Regions from separate parts of the Zea mays genome. Here region 2 is linked to region 1. The links are chromatin contacts, called in public Hi-C maps. All regions are on one chromosome and are shown on one strand. The core of a region is the stretch at or near the end of the contact, and the rest is flanking DNA. Distances in the headings are between cores, read along the strand shown.

The links. A called contact is a pair of places that touch in the nucleus more often than the background predicts.
Region 2: a contact with region 1 is called in a Hi-C map of tassel, with 3 times the contacts expected there. The contact joins the promoter of sbp1 here to the promoter of LOC100283381 in region 1. A contact is called at or near these places in 4 of 25 Hi-C or Micro-C datasets (ear, tassel and an unstated tissue).

The regions. Positions count from the first base shown.
Region 1 is chr5:90,725,926-90,729,660 of Zm-B73-REFERENCE-NAM-5.0, forward strand. LOC100283381 reads right to left here and starts at 1,919. Exons shown (of 3, transcript NM_001156282.2): 1 at 1,652-1,919; 2 at 1-1,115. The coding sequence starts at 1,075.
Region 2 is chr5:90,863,860-90,867,594 of Zm-B73-REFERENCE-NAM-5.0, forward strand. It overlaps sbp1 (SBP-domain protein1), which reads left to right and starts at 1,624. Exons shown (of 3, transcript NM_001112607.2): 1 at 1,624-2,495; 2 at 3,348-3,526. The coding sequence starts at 1,726.

The sequences.
Region 1 (3,735 bases), core at 669-3,168:
GAGTGACGGCTTCAGGAATTATTGCTGTTCTTAGCTTCACCTTCACAAACCCACTACTTCCTTTCACTGCAAAACACTCTCCTGGCTGCCCAAAACTTGGCTCCAGCATCTTTTGGGCTGTTGTGTGCACATTGCTGCGACCAGGTAAATAGTTCTTGCCATTCATGAAAGGCTCTGAGTGACTTACCACTTTAGCACCACCAGATCCCAATGCATAATCCACCATACCAAGGCCATCTGCGGAATGCCTTGCTATCTCCATCTCAACCACATCTTTGGCATATAGCCTTATATCATCCAAGCTTATTTCATCATCTGTACCACCGAATCCCTTCTTTTTCTTCAACTGGCTCAAAATCTCCTCAAACTCATTTTTAGAAAGAAATCCCATGTCACTAAGCTCAGCCAGTGACTTGTCCAACTTGTCAGTTTTGTCTTCCAAAATCTTCATCTTTTTCTCTATCTTATTACCCTTATCCTCAAATTGCTTAGCAATGACCCCTTTTGCTTTGTCAATCTCATTTTCTAGCTTTTTATCCAAAACATCCAACTGTAGCTGAAGCATCTTGGCTGTCTTCTTGAACCCTTCCACCCTGGATAGCCTGTTCTCCATATCCAGTGTTGTAAATGATAATTCACCACTTTGCCATCTCCAGAACACCTGCCCCATCCAAGCAGTAGCTGAAATAAGAAGACACAGCTTCACCAGCACACTTAAGGCAGTTACCCAGTTGGCGTTTTCTTGTTTAGTAGGGCTTTTCTTTTGGCGTACAGCAGCTGCTGAAGCAACCACATTTGTAGTGTTTTTGTTTTGGCGTTCAGCAGTTGCTGAAGCAACCACATCTTTTCTTCCTTCAGAAGAATAATTTGACTTTTGAAGAACTGATTCTCCTCGGATAGTATGACTCAGATCATTGCTAGGAATTTTTTGAAGAATCGAAGGCAATGCTTTTCTTTTTGTAATACCAGCTGTTCGCTGCCTAGCATCTTGGCTAGAATGTGAATCCGAACTTACTGCATGGTTTCCATTTGTATTCGCAGTACGAATTGCAGCAGTAGAAGCAGACATTGTCATCAGCTATAAAGTAGATCGTATTCTATAAATAATGATGCTCCTGTAATTCAAGGTAGCAGGAATTTAGTAAAGTTCAACAGAGAAAATAAGTGGATAATCTATGCATCTAAACATGAAATATATATAGAGCAGTTTGGTATTGATATCATATATGGCAAGTAAAGGTTTCTACATTTTGTTTGAGAACTCCACTAATTTATGGATAATTGATAATACATGGGCAGACCCAGTAAAATACATGGGTGTTGTACACCCAATATTTTTTTGCAAAGCAATCTAAGTTAGCAGGCATAATACATACATATAAACTTATAATCAGATTCAGATATGCTTACGAATAGGATGTTAGGGTTTGGGCGCACGGTTTTACCTACGAATTACGTTAAGGTTTGAGAAGACAACGCAGACTAGGGTTGCAGCATACAGCTACAAGCTGGGTATGTAATGAAACTTTTAGAGGCGAAGGCCGGCCTGAGGCTGGAGCAGAGTCAAGCAGACGGAGAGGGACCGAGAGGGACGAGCTGTTGGCGTGGTAAGGAGAGAGAGGATCGTGGCGCTGTGCGGACGGAGATCCACCTGTGGAGCTGCGTTCCGGACGCACCGGAGCCGGTCGCGGAGACACCGGGGCTGCAGAGGGCGGATGCCGCGCCGAGGTGGTCACGAGGACGCTGGGGCGCTGGGCCCCAGGTGGTGCTCAACCGAGCGCGGTCTCGTTACGGGCTGCGACGCTGCGAGCGGAGGGAAGAGATCGGCCGCGGGCAAGAGGCGGCGGGCGGGGGAGCGACCTCGGCCGCGGAGGAGAGGAAGCGGCCGCCGCCCTCAGTGCTATGCGGATGGATCGGGATTCGGGAAGTGGAAGAACCGACAAAGGGGAGAAAAGAAATAAAAAATAAAAGAGTATAGGATGCAAGATGGACCACATGTCAAGTGGCTCTAATGTGTCCCATTTGATACGGTTACCTATCTCTTCTCTCTCCTCTCTTCTGTGTCTCCACTTTTTATCTTTACATTATTAAAGCACCAGTTTCATATCTCACGTCAATATTTTTCAAAAAAACATATATTTCTTTAGAATCAACTCGATCTATCTCTATCTCTATTATATTAAAGCACCAGTTTCAACGGTCGTCCCGTATCAATATTTTTCAAAAAAAAACTCTACATTTCTTTAGAATCAACCCACACTCCTAATATCTCTTCTCTACTACTATAATAGGGCAGCTTATGTAAAAAAATAAGATGAAATTATGTATAATTAAGTGTTTGAACCTTGGTTGTTGGCTCCACATTCACACCCACCAAATCAATAGAAAACATATATTTTGTGATTTCTTAAAACAAAATTTATCCTGTGTTATATATAAAAACCGTAGCAATGCACGGATATATGACTAGTATATTTAAACAATTGGTATAGGTTTGTGTGTTGTTACAGTACACAATCATATTTTATGAGTAACTATTCAATATTCAATCCATTATACATTAGAGTTCATGAATTCATACTTGACGGGTCGCGATAGTGGTGCTACTCGTTGTGCTCGCGCTCTAGCTCCCTCACAATCTCCTCTTCCTCAACACGGTGACACGACGCAGCTCAAGCGACTTTGGCTCCTTCGCTCCCATTTAACTTCTATGTCAATCCATTTGGTCAAACTTCCACTATACAAGAGAGCACTGAGTTCGTACTTGATGGGTTACGATAGTGGTGCCACTCATTGTGCTCACCCTCTAGCTCCCACACAATCTCCTCTTCCTCGACACAACGCCGAGTCGGTTCCTGTTCCACCTCTCCTTCTCTTGTTCTCTCCCTTAAATAAAATTGTGCAAGGATAATTCAAAAGCTATAAAATAAAAATAAACAGGCTATAGAGAAAGGAAAGCTATTAATGTTAGAACATATAAGACATAGAAACATGTAGATTTAGTACATAAATTATGTGTGGTTTCGTTAATGTTAGAACATATAAGACATAAGGAGCCTGACCCTTTTTTATATGTTGTTTGTCCCCTTTTTTATATGTGGCTTCCTGTCGTGTTGGGAGTGATTTCTCAAGGTCTATTTGTTAGGCGAGAAGCCCGAAAGAGGAACATACCTTACACCATTTTGTTCAATTTAAGAATATCATTGTTCAACACCTTACACCATCACCAAAAAGTGTGAGCATATACTCAACATTGAGTTTTGTACAAATCTAGTGAAATATAAATAAAAACAATATACTACTCACAGCACAAACAAACCAGAGTTGGGGAGAACGAGAAGTGACACTTTTTCTACATTAGGCTTGAACTATGTCATAGTTAATGCTTTTAGCCTTTGAACATCATTAGGGACCCATCGATCATTACGCTCCGCTTGCACTATTGCAATCTCCAAATCCTTAGGTGGGTGTTCTAGCACTGCCCCATAGTCCCTTTCCCTGAAAATGAACAATATTTGAACTCAGATAACAACAAAGCAGTTCTGTCTAATGTTATGATTCATGTCTGATATTATGATTCATGTCAACAAGCAATTCAGGGAGGAGTATCCGGATCTAATGATGTTAACACTCCCTGTCTTTTTTGTCACTCAAGGTGTCTAATACTACCGTGGAGCCCTACAACGTCATGCTCTTTGTTCACCAGCTCGTTAAAACACAGTTAAGTGCACGATG
Region 2 (3,735 bases), core at 374-2,873, 140 kb after region 1:
GGTTTTAAAAACAAATAAAAAATATTTTGTATTTAAATAAAAAATTAGGTTTTATATATTTTTTAAAATGAATTCGTTTTTCACACAAACACACCATGCATATGATATGATATGATATGAATGCAACAAACAAGAATCCTAGTGTTTATAAAATCATATTAGTATTTATTTAAAACTCATGTGACAACTAATAAATCTTGGAATGTTATAGAAAATTGATACAAACACGTTTCTTTTAATTAATTGTTTTAGTGACAACACAAAGTGGAGATGTGTGTGTGGGGGGGGGGTGACATCCATGTTGTTCAAGCCGCACCCTTGACATAGCTCTGCCACTCGCCTTTTGACTTGATAACATGTAATATGCGCTTGACTTGATAAGTATGTAAACCATATCTCGTACTTTGTGGGTTTAGACCACTCTTGGGTGTAGTCAGCTATACTTATTCTTAAGACAAAAACCTTTGATAAACTCATGATACATTTAAGGCTCAGTTTGGAAGCATCTAGTTTATAAGAAACTGGTTTATAGAAATTGAGTTGATTACAAACATAACAGTTTATAACCCAGTTTATAAAAATTAGATTATCAGTTTCTTAAAAACAAGAAGCTAGCCTCTCATAGCAAAAAAAAAACACTAGTTTTTAAAAACCTAGGTTGCTTCCAAATAGGACCTAATTTGTGATGAGTCTGGCTAGCTTATAGAGCAGCTATGCATGCATGTGCATGGGGGGCAATAATTTTGCAGGACGGACTTTATTGGCCAATCATGCTAGCGGCTGGCTAGCTGTGTGAATTCCGAAATCCGACTACGTGCAGCGCTGTCGGCTGCCGCGCGCCGCCGCAATTTTCCTCTTCTTTGGCGTGGATGCAGCATCTCTCACAGCTGCAGCAGCTGATGCGAGCTGCTTGGGCTGCAGCCGAGAGCAGCTACAGCCCGAACAGCTGGGCCTGCTCGCCTGCCTGCCTACTGCCTAGCTTCGTGTGTTTTCGCTGCGCGCCGGTCGAAGCAGAAAAAAGCCTAGGCACCCAACCCTCCCGGCCACCCGGGCTCGCGCGCCGTCGTACTCGTACTCGTACCCCAGCCCCATCACCTTTCTGATCTGATCCGCAGTCTGGCTGGCTGGGGGCAGTAACATGACAAAAACCCGCCTGCCCTGCCCATGCCATGCATCAAGGATTCACCATGTGGCCACGTACGACGAATAGCTAGCTCGTAGTACTACTAGCAGCACAGCACGCAACATTTGCGCCGGCTGCATGCATGCAGCGCATGCAGAGGGTTTTCACCAAAAGGATCGAGATAGAGAGAGAGAGTGCGTTTCACTAGAAGGGACTGAGAGAGAAAGATAGATGGAGAAAGGGTGCACAACATACGCCGCACTCCTACTCTCTGTTACAGTACCAGTAGTATATGCCGGTAGATCTCCTGCCGGTGGCTTTACCAAAATGAAATAAATAAAAAAAATTCATCATGCGGCGCACCAACAAGTGAGTAACGCCTAGGGCTCTCTGTCTCTATCTCCCCTTCAATGCAGAGAGTAATGTCGTCTCTTTCCCTGTCTTTCCCACTGCCTTCAACTCAGCCCTTTTTAACCACCCACAAAGGCCACCACTGCTTCACACTCACACGCACACGTATAGCTCGATCGCTCTCTGTGTCCGCTCCTCCTGCCTCCTGCACACACATACACTCAGAGAGCATAGTAGCAGTAGCCAGTAGGATGATGATGAACACCAACGCGATGTCGCCGACAGCAAGTACCGACGCCGACTTCTCGTTCGGCCCCTTGCAGCCCTACGTCGGCTTCGACGTCGCCGGCATGGGCATGCCCAGCGTCGTCGTCGAGAGGTCGTCGTCGCTACTGCAGCACAACACCAGCAGCAGCAGCCACAACAACAACCTAGGGCTATACGACAGTTTCGACTTCGCGGCCGCCGCAGGGTTACCGTTCCAAGAATCTGGTCTCCTGCCCCCGGCGAGCCTGCCGCTGGCGCCGTCGCCGCAAAGCATGGCGGCCATGGCAATGCCACCGTCGTCGCTGCTGCTGACGCTCCCAGGCGTGCCTGCGGCGGCGGATGTCGTCTATAACCCCTTTGGTGGCGGCGGCGCGGGAGGGTTCCTGAAGCGGGAGGACGGCGGCCCCCTCGTGGACGCTGCTGGAGGCGGCGGGAGGATCGGGCTGAACCTCGGGCGCCGCACCTACTTCTCCCCCGCGGACGTACTCGCCGTGGACCGGCTGCTGACGCGGTCGCGGCTGGCGGGTGGCGGCGTGGGCGTGGGCCTGGGTATGGGCCTCGGCATGGGCGTGCTGGGGCTCGGCGCCGCCCACCACCAGCAGCCGCCGCCGCGGTGCCAGGCCGAGGGCTGCAAGGCCGACCTCTCCGCCGCCAAGCACTACCACCGCCGCCACAAGGTCTGCGAGTACCACGCCAAGGCCAGCGCCGTCGCCGCCGCCGGCAAGCAGCAGCGTTTCTGCCAGCAGTGCAGCAGGTACGTACGTACGTACGTGTCCCTCCCTCCCCTGCATGCGTGCATGCATGCATGCCCGGCCCTGGGTCAGGTGGCCCGCCTGTCAAGACACGTGCCCACTGCCCACACGTACGCAGCCGGCCCCGTTCGGCCAGCAGCCCGTTACCTACCTACGTGCGTGCCGTACGTCTGTGCCGTGCCGGGCACTGTTGACACCTTTACTTGCTGTCAGTGTTGCACTGTCGCTTTTGCCTCTTGTCACGTAAGAGTATGGGCACCAGTACGGTGCAACTACATGCATGGGACGCAATTGCGAGGCAATACTTGCATATGCACATCAGCTAGGCAAGCTCTGCATGCATTGGCATGATGGGCGCCTGATGAGTGATGAGCACGACGAATCGACGATAACACATATCACTCATGCAGATGTAGTTTACTGTAGCTAGACTGGTCTTCCTCTTCTAGTCTGCTTCAATATACTACCACGTACCAACGAAACAGTTAATGTATGCATGGAACCGGGTGAAAAAAAACGAAAAAACAGTGATGAGAAGGCTGCAACCTGTCGAGTCAGCTAGCAGCAGCAGCAGCTGCTGCTGCCGGGTAGGACGGCTGGCGCCGGCGATCATCTCACAACTCAGATGATGGGCGTCACGTCGTCAGATGTGATAAGCCGGTTAGATGAGAGATAAGATATGGGAGGGCCAGGGTCATCTGCACATTGATTTTAACTTTCAGCACTACTGGCTACTACCAAACATTATACTGACCACTGCACCCGCACACTTTTATCAACCATCATTATTGCAAAAGGTCGTATTTAGAGCTGATATGAAACTATACTATACTATTCATTTCTTTGGCTAGTAGGTTTCATGTGCTTGCTGAGTTTGATGAGGCCAAGAGGAGCTGCCGGAAGCGGCTCACCGAGCACAACCGCCGCCGCCGGAAGCCGAGCAGCGCACAGGACGAGGACTCGTCACCGCCACCACCCAAGAAACTGGATACTTGCATAACTAATACTGCCTCTTACAATGATGATCTCAAGAGTAAGAAACTTTATACCATTCGACAAAAAGATGCAATAGCTACTACATGCACTACTTCATCACATCTGACCCTGACGACGTACATACACATGCACTCATGCATGCATGCAAGGCGCCAAAGTTTCGACGTCGTACGTGTGCTCGTGTGGGATCAATATATACTGATGCATGCATCCGATCCTACGCTACACATATATACAGATAGATGC